2 separate regions of the Bombyx mori genome follow, and region 2 is linked to region 1. A link is a contact called in public Hi-C data. All regions are on one chromosome and are shown on one strand. The core of a region is the stretch at or near the end of the contact, and the rest is flanking DNA. Distances in the headings are between cores, read along the strand shown. Region 1 overlaps LOC101744498 (neurobeachin). Region 2 overlaps LOC101744498 (neurobeachin).

Evidence for each region. A called contact is a pair of places that touch in the nucleus more often than the background predicts.
Region 2: a Hi-C map of middle silk gland shows a contact between it and region 1, with 2.2 times the contacts expected there. The contact joins two enhancer-like sites. A contact is called at or near these places in 3 of 7 Hi-C or Micro-C datasets (middle silk gland and whole pupa).

Annotation. Positions count from the first base shown.
Region 1 is chr14:12,535,330-12,541,508 of ASM3026992v2, forward strand. LOC101744498 (neurobeachin) reads right to left here. Exons shown (of 53, transcript XM_062672222.1): 41 at 2,423-2,538. The region is part of intron 1 of LOC101744355 (facilitated trehalose transporter Tret1-2 homolog); the gene reads left to right. Among protein-coding and RNA genes, the nearest start is that of LOC101744355, 9.3 kb to the left of the region's middle. Within about 2 kb of position 4,757, at least 2 of the 8 cell types and tissues checked have open chromatin away from gene starts, as enhancers often do.
Region 2 is chr14:12,605,997-12,611,758 of ASM3026992v2, forward strand. The region is part of intron 40 of LOC101744498 (neurobeachin); the gene reads right to left. LOC101744355 (facilitated trehalose transporter Tret1-2 homolog) reads left to right here. Exons shown (of 5, transcript XM_021346404.3): 4 at 2,996-3,181; 5 at 3,593-5,516. The coding sequence ends at 4,749. Among protein-coding and RNA genes, the nearest start is that of LOC110384805, 39 kb to the right of the region's middle. Within about 2 kb of position 4,250, at least 8 of the 8 cell types and tissues checked have open chromatin away from gene starts, as enhancers often do.

The sequences.
Region 1 (6,179 bases), core at 3,507-6,006:
ATATTTGAAAACGATAGAACAATATCAACAATTGTAAATGTTTTGTTGTGTTATAACGTGCGTATGAATATGTATAGTAAATATATGACGGTGTGTGTCGTTACGTAAGTGCGGAATAACATCAAGTAACATGTTCGTTGATTTATCTATAGTTTAGATTTAGTAGTAAAATTTTAATTTTTTTATAGATGTTTCGCATCTCCTTAAGTACATTATAAGCCTTTCCCAAAGTGGGCGATAGCGCCCCCTTGTGGGCGCTCCAGGTCTAAAGGGGGGCGGAAGAGACCCAGAGAAAAAATGGGGGCGTTGTGTAGAGGTTTTAGAGGCGATTAGTAATTTCATTTAGAAGGATTTTTAGACACCTACTGAGCTCTCGCTAAGTAGGTGAGAAAATGGGGACATTTGGAATGGATATTTCGACGCTATGGCCATGAGTATGGTCGGTGGAGCAGGAGCTAGGTGTCTTGGGCATGACGTGGGAGGAGCTAGAACAAACTGCCCAAGACCGATGTAAATGGAAGGATTTGATCCGAGCCCTACACCCTCAGCAGAGGGTAATAGGAAAGAATTATGATGATAATGATGGTCATGAGTAGACTGCGATTGAAAACTGCGAGTCGGACATTAGGATCACACAAATTGGTCTACTTCTTTCTTGTCAATTCTTGGGCGTTCTTACGGAAAATTGAAGACCCACCGCTCTGGCAAACATACACATACGGTATGGACAATGTAAAAAAAAGTGATAAGTTTTTTTATATTTTATTATTGCTTAGATGGATGGACGATCTCACAGTTTGGTGTTAAGTGGTTATTGGAGCCCAAGCACACCTAAAACGTAAAAGCCGCCACCACATTGAGATATGAGTTCTAAGGTCTCAGTGTAGTTACAACGGCTGACCCACCCTTCAAACCGAAACAAATTACTGCTTCACGGCAGAAATAGGTGGGGCGGTGGTACCTACCCGCGCGAACTCACAAGAGGTCCTACCACCAGTAAAAGAACCCGTAAAACGATACTTTTACCGTGTATTATAGATAGCCGCAAAAGTTTAAAACAAATCGTTCCTATTGATCTCAATTAGGTAAATAAATATGAAAAAGTAAATAAGAGTCCTGGGAATTTTACATACTTGTTCACATCCAAAATCATTTTGTAAGATTGTTGTCAGGGCTTAAGCTCAACAAGTTAGCTTACGATTTCTCCGCAGACTTGTTACCCCTTTAGTTTTTAATATTTTCTATAGAACGTTGTGCCAATTACACGTTACTTTTAATACATATACTATTTACACACACATACAAACTTGCACAAGTTATAACTTACTCAGGAAACTAAAACATCTTATTAGTTCGTAGTGACTTATATCTTATATTTTTAGTTATCAAGTCTCGTTATCTTTGAAGTTGTTTTATGATCATGTATTTGTGATCATAAAACAACTTCACATGATCAATGTATTTTTGTTGTGACTGTTCAATTTTGTTGTGGTGTATCACAGGAACACATCAAAATGGATACATCTCTATTAACTTTCTGTCAAAGTCTAAGTTATTCTAAGAATTTATTGAAAGTCTATCTATAATTATAATATTTACTGAAAAAAACAATTTGCTTACTAATTTATCCAAATTGCATCGTACAATTTAGTTGCTTTTTGAAATAATTCAGCGAACTGATTTTTTTTTTAATAAACATATAATTAAATTAAAAAATCAACAAATAAAATTTAATCTCTGTAAAAGGTAAACCACGACGTGGAAAACACTAATAATACCTACATCAATAATAAATAAATCAAACCCAGATTCCGTGGTACATTAGTCACGATCACTAACCACTGAACCATGGAATTATTTATGCAGGATTGAAAAACCTGTTATTATTTCTTAAATTGAGATTAATATTATTCAAAGTTCAATACTATGAATACGGCATCAACATGGCATCGTGCTAATAACATTTAACAGGCAAAGAGATACCGCGCGAAATGTCTTGACCTATGTCTTTTTTTATTATATGGTTAGGACGAGCTCACGATCTACTTGGATCTTAAGTTGTTTAAGGAAGTTCCGATCCATTAACGGTACTTTTAAGTACCTCAAGCACCGGTCACCGTCCTCGTCGAACCTGTCGCTTGTGACGAAGGGCTCGACGAGTAAATTAACCCATAGACACAGCCCACAGAGTTTCTCGGCGGATCTACTCAGTGGGTCGCGTTTCCGATCCGGTGGTAGATTCTGCGAAGCACTGCTCTTGCTAGGGCCAGTGTTAGCAACGCTTCCGGTTTGAGCCCCGTGAGCTCACCTACACGTAAGGTTTAAGCTGACGTAGCCTCTCAAGGTTATCAGCATAGGTAGGGAAAAAAAAGGAAGTTAAACTCTCAACAATATGCTCACGTATGGTAATATTGGAACTTACCTGCAATGGTATTCAGGAACATAAGGTACTCGAAGTTGGAGATCTCCCGTCGCTGCCACTTCTGCGTCATGTTTGAGTTGCGCATCAGCTGCCGCGGAGACATCATTGACGCGCGTCTGTGGAAGGAATTACACAAAAATTCAATTAACTACATCGCAGAGACGAAAATTTCAACCAATAACAAATTTAAAAGAACTAGTGTTCCCGCAGTTGTCGAAATTCGACTATAATTAATTAAAATTATAAGTTTGGACATTATTATGGTTCTATTGTCAAAGACTATTTGTATTTCAATAGTCACAGATTTTGCCAAGACTACACTATAGACAAATACTCGTAATATTACTAATATTTATCTATTAACCTATTCTCAATTTGACCACAGACTTAAAGCAATAACAAAAGATTGACAATAAACAAAGAGTATACCTATGTGTGTGTGTGTGTCAAATACATGGTAGTGTGTGTAATGTTTTCTTTATTGATTTAATGTATTTTTAATGCATATTTAAAAAAAATATTAGCATTCTGCACTCCTTCCCTATATTCTATATAAGTGTGGGAAATTTCATATTCCTCCGTCCGCGCAATTTTCGTAAAAAGGGGTACAAAGTTTTTGCTTCACGTATGATGAGTTAGTTTCGCATTGTATTATATTTAAAGGAAGGTATTGACAACGTAATGCACTCTGTGCAAGATTACGTGACACATTCAAGTTTTATTTATTTATCACAATAAATAAAATAACATTAATAAATAAATAATTGGGAACAAATCACGCACAATTATCCGACCCCAATTTAATATTCCCTGTGTTATTGCTACCAGAGACTGACAAAAATACGTATTTACGTTTAAATATATTCACATATAGATAATACACGCCCAGACAAAGAACAAACAAAATTGTAGTCACACGATAGTTTGCTTGATGTGGGAATCGAACCCACGACCTTCGGCGCATCAGTCAGATGCGCAGAACTATTGCACCACCGAGTCAGTCAAAATATATCGCTGGATGAACTTGTTCACGACACACCTATTGAAATGTGGTTACCGAAGCCTATGGATATCACAACGTCGATGGCGCCACCAAATGTGAGATATGAGTTTTTTTTTACCTAAGCATGAGCCTTGAGAGGCTATGTCAGCGTAGCCCTAACAAGTAGGCGAGCTCACGAGGTTCAAACCTGACGACGTTGCTAACACTAGCCCTAGCAAGAGCAGTGCTTCGCAGAATCTACCACCGGATCGGTAACGCCACTCACTGAGAAGATCCGGCGAGAAACTCAGTGGGCTGTGTCTGTGAGTTAATTTACTCGTCGCACGAGAACGGTGACCGGGGGATATGAGACTGAAATCTCAGTCGTACTGTTCAATTTCTGTACTATTTTTCAAGTAGACCGAAATAGGAAGGTCATTCTTAGTCATGCAGGCTCACCAGTCACTCAGTGCTGGTTTGCGTTCTCACTATGTTGGTACAATTCTTAGAGAGAGTAGCTGCCTATTGTCCAACAAATAGATAGCTTATCTCGCAACGTCCTGTCCTTAAAAAAGATGTGTGATGTCGTGGGACACCGGATAGGTACGAAGTTCCTTAATATAAAAATATTCATTTTAAGTTCTATTCTAAGTATAAAGAAACTAAAAATGGAGGTTTCGCAACGACCCACGGTCATTCAGTAACGTGTAAACTTATTGTGGTACACTTCATTCACGGTTGTTTGCATAAGAGTTGGTGTATTGCGCAAACGAACGCTCTGAGATCGTGGTCAATGAATGATAAAAAAATATGTTATTTTTTGTACGCTATTACAAAGTTAAGTCGTACACTGTGTGCGTTACTAATATAAGTCTTACGTTACGGACGTTTTTTCCCAGTTAGGGTACCCTCCGCATAGTCCCATAAGGAACTTCGTTCCAAAAGCTAGACTTTGATAGTGTTTTCATTAGCATCAGGTTTGACAGTTCTCAGAGTTAGGAAGTGGCTAGTGCTTTCCATTAAAATTATCAAAGAACACGTGTTAGGAGAACCATCAGGCAAAATAAAAAAAAAATCTGACATGCTTCAAAATTCCTCGATACATTAGCACATTTATTACAGTTCTCATAGGTTCAGGTCTTTTTTGAATTTCACAAACTTTTTGTGAACGTCTCGATGATGTGTTTCCTTAATTATTAAAAAAAGGTAAGTAATAATGACCAGTAATAAAATCAAATAATTAAAAGAAACGAACTAAAAACTCTACGGTTTTATTAACGCGTTCGTATGGTGTTACCTATTATCTTACAATTTCCGTCGTTGCAAAAACGTTGCATTTTCGTGGTCAAGAATGATTTAACAATCGCGTATTAACTGCACAGAGATACGGTACGAAACTAAGGTTGGGTTTACACGATATTGTCCTGCACGTTTTCTTTATATTCGTTACTAGCGACCCGCCCTCGCTTCGCTTCGGAAACATTAAAACACACATGAAACCAAAAAAAAAAAAATTTAAAAAAAGTAGCCTATGTTCATCAGGGACAATGTCGGCTTCTAATGGAAAAATAATTTTTCAAATCGATCCAGTAGTTTCGGAGCCTATTCGAAACAAACAAACAAACAAATCTTTCCTCTTTATAATATTAGTATAGATTTTAACGTACAATCACCCGGGTAGATTTTCATTCGTGTAAAAACGAAACGTGTGAACGAGACAGCGCTATACTACGAGTACACCACTGCAACGTTGCACCCTCAGACACAGCCCACTGATTTTCTCGCCGGATCTTCTCAGTGGGTCGCGTTTCCGATTCGGTGGAAGATTCTGCGAAGTACGGCTCTTGCTAGGGCCAGTGTTAGCAACGTCGTCAGGTTTGAGCCCCGTCTCACCTACTAGTTAAGGTTACGCTGAAATAGCCTCTCAAGAATATCAGCTTAGGTAGGAATAAAAAAAAAGCAACGTTATAGGTAATTCATTGGATTTTGACAAGTCCGTTGAGTATTCGTTTAAACGCATAAGCATTGTACGATTTTTTGCAGTACAAACGATATGTGAATATGTAGTTCTAAGTTGTACAATCATGTATGTGCCACTATTCATTCGTTAAGACGTATACTGCAAATAACCGTGTAGGACAATACCGTGTGAACCAAACCTAACGGTGTACAGATGTCTGGCTGTTTCTATTTGGCATTTCAAATTCGATATAAAAAAGGCGTCAGGAAACAAATCTAATCTAGCAAAATTCTAATATGTCTACGACTCACACAACTAATTAATTAAAGGACCCGTTATACTGGTCCGATCGGTACTATCGATATTTTTGTAACGAATCAATTACATTGACACTAATTGATAAGCCAAAAATCGGTTTAGCAGGATTATAAATGACCTGGAAGCTGCTTTGAAATAAAACGACTACTTTTATGTGCGTTAATCCATTTTAGGAGCCACAATGTCACATTAATCACATCTTATATTTTTTGCGACGAATCGCTAAACCATACTAACTAGTCAGGTCATAAATTCTGTCACATGTTTAATGTAAAATAATTGAAACAAGTTTATTCATTATGTAACCATTCATATACCAAAATGAACTTAATAAAACATAGATTCTTATGATACTAAAGTTTATTCAAAATGACCTCCGTGATTTTGAATACAGGCCTTCAATCTGCGCGGCCAGTCGTCTATCAGAGCACGAACGAGGTCCATGTCAATATTGGCGGCTGCCTTAATCAAGGATGTCTTGAGTGACTCCAAATTGG
Region 2 (5,762 bases), core at 3,000-5,499, 70 kb after region 1:
GTTGCGTAGTTTTAAAGATTTAAGCATACATAGGGACAGACAGATATAGGGACAGAGAAAGCGACTTTGTTTTATACTGTGGCGGTAGCCATCACAGAACACAAGATATTTGACAGATGCCTAAATCTCGCTTACGACATTTTCAAGATAAGCTTGCATATATACAAGTTCCGAACAACAGCATCCGGACCGTCGGTCTACCGAGCAATATAAATATAAAAAAAAGGAAGATCTTCCTTTCGTCGTATATTCCTACAACACTATGTAGTGATAATTCAATTCAATACATCATCTATATTTTTCACATAATGAATGTTAATAAACATATTTGCATCCATATTTTAGTTTATTGTACAGGCGGCTAGGGTCGCGCTATTCATACGTTTTTCAGTTATCTAAAATTCAGAGAAACTGAACAGAAATTTAACTTCGCATTCCTCGTCTTCTAATAAATCTCAAAAACAGAAAACATTTTTTCCAATTGATGTCATAAAATGTCGCATTTTACGGTAGAAAATTATACAACTAAGGCTTAGAATAGCACCACTCCGTCTTTCCCGTCAGTGTCGGAAAAGGCGACAAAGGGGTCCACCGGAGAATGAGTAACGGCTCTGAGTATTATTACATTTACTGGTGGTATGGCGTATTGTAAGCCCGCACGGGTAGGCATCACCATCTGGACTATTCTGTCGAAATAATTCATGCCTTCCAGTTTAATGGATGGGACTGCTGTTTATGATTCAATTGAGACTTCGAACTCATGTTTCAAGTTGAGTGGCTGCATTCAGATAGTTACGTCTATGGGCTTTATATTCGTTCACCCACAAGACAAAGGTTACATCTATTTTTTTTTTATTGCTCTTGTAGGCAGACGAGCATACGGCCCACCTGATGGTGAGTGGTTACCGTCGCTCATGGACTTCAGCAATGGCAGAGCCAAGCCGCTGCCTACCGCTTAATACTGTCCATAAGCGTCGTTTGAAGAAGGACATGTCATAGCGCTCGGGAAACACCGTGGAGGGGAGCTCATTCCATAGCCGGATGGTGCGTGGCAAAAAAGATCTCTGGAAGCGCACTGTGGATGACCGCAGTGGCTCCAGGTAGGATGGATGAACTCTACTCCGGTGGCGGGCGGTGCGGTGGTAAAAACGAGATGCCGGTATCATCTCGAATAATTCCTCAGAGCACTCCCCATGGAACATACGGTACAAAATACAGAGGGAACCGAAGTCCCTCCGCAGACCCAGAGGTTCCAAACGATCCGAGAGAACATACAACCTGCAACCGATTTTGTGTCATAGATGCAGAAAACACAATGTTTTCGTGTTATTTACAATTTCACATGTGGAATAATAAGCATATATTCGTACAAACATCGGTTGTGTAAACGAGATAGCGTTTGTTTGTGTTCCCTCACATCCGTGACTCTAAAAATACGGGTGGCGTTGCGTGCTCGGGAGGTTACGACTCCGATGAATGCGTGGTCACGTTTATATTGGCTTCGATATGTTTTATAGAACTACATAGTGTTGTATAGTTGATTTCATTGAAATTTTCAAACAATAAACGCTAAAACAATGAACAATAGTTACTGGTGGTAGGACCTCTTGTGAGTCCGCGCGGGTGGGTACCACCACCCTGACTATTTCTGTCGTGAAGCAGTAATGCGTTTCCGTTTGAAGGGTGGAGCGGCCGTTGTAACTATACTGAAACCTTAGAAATTATATCTCAAGGTGGGTGGCGCATTTACGTTGTGGATGTCTATGGGCTCCAGTAACCACTTAACACCAAATGGGCTGTGAGCTCGTCCACTCATTTAAGCAATAAAAAATATATATAGAAGTGGCATTTTCCGTTAAGATTCACGAAATTCAAGTCCACACAATACCTATACGAATTAATTTTATGTTTTGTTCATTAAATCTTCCTCGTGTAGCAAATGCGAGTCGAGTTTGTCATAGAGCGTCTTGTTCTGAGACGTTATCGGCGAATATTTACAAACACACATCGCAAACAACACGAGACTCGTAAAACGTTAATTATTTATTTTTATTTAATTATAAACAATGCAATCTTTTTATTGTACCTAATCACTGACTGATTCAGCCTCAATGATATCAGATGTAGGTAATGTTACAATATTGTTATCACGACACAGTTCCTCCAGTTGTGTTGTCAATGTTCTATACCTAATGTTCCGTCATCTTTCAATTGCAACTGATCTGCTAGCGTTACTAACCAATTAGCTGCTTTATTGAGTTGAGCATAGGAGCTCATCTGTTTAATATGAAGTCGTGATTCCCACTACAGGTTCAGAGTTCGTAACTTAATTTTAAATTATTCAATTGCGAGTATGTTTTTATCTTTCACTACATCTCACTAAGCAAGTATTTTTAGTTAGTTGTTTCATTTTAACCCTTGCTAATAGCCTTGAGAGGCTATTTCAGCTTCATCCTAAATAGAATACATAAATCTATTGAGTAGACCATTATTGTTTTATCAAATGTGGGTAAACCGTCATGGCCTTTTTTTAAGCAGTTACTGGCGTCCATAGACATAACAACGTGAATGCCACTTAATTCTGATCATCGTCTAAGACGCCCGGTGTATTCTTTTTGAGTTTTGCTCCTGCAGACATAACCCACTTTTTTTTCCTACCTAAGCTGATCGCCTTGAGAGGCTACGTCAGCGTAACCTAACAAGTAGGTGAGCTCACGAGGCTCAAACCTGACGCCGTTGCTAAGACGAACCCTAGCAAGAGCAGTGCTTCGCAGAATCTACCACCGGATCGGGAACGCGACCCACTGAGAAGATCCCGCGAGAAACTCAGTGGCCTTGTAGTTAGAGTTAAATGTTAAATGAACTGAAGGATTATCTGTAATTTATTCTAAGCACTCTTAACAGTTATTGTTTGTTGTGCTTTTTGCGTCCTACCTCTTGGTTCATTTTGAGCAGGCTCTCCAAGCGCTTTACTAAAGGCACGTTTTGTCAACAGCAAGTCTGGGTGTGATCTCCAACCCCATTGGAGCGCTGCTGGGCGGCATGATGGTGGACGCAGTGGGGCGGCGGCTGCTGTTGCAGTCGATCGTGCTGCCGAACCTCATAGGCTGGCTGGTCATAGCCTTCTCAGAGACCTACGTCTTCCTCTGCATAGGACGATTCATCACCGGATTCACTATCGGTGTGTTTTGTTTCATTGAATTAATTAGAGGATGACCGAGCTTTGCTTGGCATGGTTTTTTTTTTTTTTGATATATTGTGTTTTTTTAGAAATTATATTTAAATACGAATTACATATTGATATTATATTATTTGTTATTTTCATTCAATAAAAAAAAAGTTTATGTTTAAGTTGATTATCGATAAAGTTGATTATTGAACACAAGAATAAAACAATATTTTCTGAAAATAAATCATAGCTAGATCGATTCATGGCCCCCGAAATCCCATGTATACTAAATTTTATGATAATCATTGGAGCCGTTTCCGAGATTTAGATATATATATTTATATACAAGAATTGCTCGTTTAAAGATATAAGATACTACACATTTTATTTGAAACTAATAGATAATTTCCTTTCAAATTTCAGGAATGTCAACGGTATCGTACATCTACGTGGCTGAGATCACGACTCCAGAAAAGAGAGGGGTTCTCAGCGCTTTAGGGCCCGGCCTGGTCTCCACCGGGATATTCATCGTCTACTCCTTAGGAGCCTTCATTCACTGGCGAAAAGTGGCCGCTATTTGTGCGGGAGTGTCTCTACTGACTCCCTTCTTGATGTACTTCGTTCCAGAGTCACCTCTGTGGCTCGCCTCTAAAGGACAAATGAAAGAAGCTTACAACGCTATGTTCTGGCTCCGTCAGAACAACAGCACGGCGCAACAAGAACTCATGGAGTTCACCAAAGACCGCAAGGAACAGCAGATGAACTTCAAACAGAAATTAGCACTCTTCAAACGGAAAAACGTCCTCAAGCCCTTCGTATTATTAATAGTTTTCTTCATCTTCCAAGAAATGTCAGGGATTTACATCATATTGTATTACGCTGTGGATTTCTTCAAGTCTGTAGGTACTAGCGTCAACGAGTTCACGGCTTCCATCATAGTGGGAGGTGTGAGAGTCTTCATGGGAGCAGTCGGCGCTTGTCTTATTAACAGCTTCAGAAGGAAGACCCTGGCAGCAGTATCAGGACTGCTGCTGGGCATCGCCATGCTGGGGGCCGCGGTGTGCGACAGTCTCAATGGACCTCCGCTAGTGAAGCTCGGCTGTGTGCTATTACACGTTTCCTTCAGCATGGTCGGCTTCCTCCAACTGCCCTGGATCATGTCCGGAGAACTGTACCCTCAGGATATCAGAGGAGTCATGTCCGGGGCGACTTCGTGCTGCGCTTACGTCCTCATTTTCTTCAACATAAAAACGTATCCTAAATTGGAGAACTTACTCACGAGCAACGGGACTTTGTATTTGTTCGGGTTCTGTGCAATGATAGGAGCGGCATACTGCTTCCTGTTTCTGCCGGAGACTAAAGGGAAGACTCTCACGGAAATCATGAGGCAGTTCGACGATGATAACAAAAATGAGAAAGATCTTGAAGCCGGCTACAAGAGCGATAAGGGATGCAGTATCGAGGGCAGGCCAGTGCAGAGGAGACACAGCGCTGGAGCCGCTGTTTCTTTAGAAAAGAGCGAAGACTTTAAGCTTTGGAAGCCAGAAGAGTCGAATAAAACGGACACTCATTGTGATTGAGCTCTTTGCATTTATGGTCTCCTGGTATTTGGACTTCGGTGATAACTTAACGTTACGAGTTATATTTGAATTTTTATTACTTTTTCGAAATTATGGCGGACATTCATTGTGATTGAGCTCTTTGCATTTATGGTCTCCTGGTACTCGGACTTCGGTGACAATTTAACGTTACGAAGTTATATTTTGAAATTATTTTAACTTCTTCGAAATTATGGTCTCCTGATAATTTGAGATTTTATTGCAGCGAATTAGATGTTTTTTATTAGTTTAATTAATAAGTTACCAATGAATTTAAAACATTAATTATGTGTACTAGTTGTTGTTATATTTATTAAGTAGTTTTTTTTTGTGTAATTTTAATTATTAATCGTGAATTTTGTGATCAGTATTATTATAGGTTCAAATATTTTTAATTGTAGATTTAAACGAGAAAGTTTAAACATTCCTATTCAAAGTTTTAGTTAATAAGGAGGTGATGATTTAATTTAATTATTTTTAGGTACAAAATAAAGTTGCTTGTGTACTTTTTAGATGTTTACATTTTAGGGATTTGATTGTTTTCGTGTAATGTTTAATTATTTAATAGGGTTCGGAAAAGCAGCGTGCAATTCAAATGTGATTTATATACTGTATGTTACCATAACGTATGTGTAAATATTATATTAGGTATAATGAAACAATAATAGTTAATATATTTAAGGCTCTATTAATTATTGTGTATGGTGATTCAACTGTGATGACTGAAATAAATTTAGTGTTTCTTTAAATTGTTACTTTTATTTAACTCTCCAGTTCTGTTCCTAGTTTTGTAGAAAATTACTTAAAATCAAAACAGAAATACAAAAATTCAAAATGAAAAATCGAATTTTGGTTAGCGCACCATTTGGCGACGGCTGATCCGATAATTTCATATTTTAGGAAAACAAAAACTGAAATATTCGCGTGACGACCAAAAGAAAATCATACAAACTTGTATATGACAATGATTGTTGGCTCAGTTTATGTACTGATAA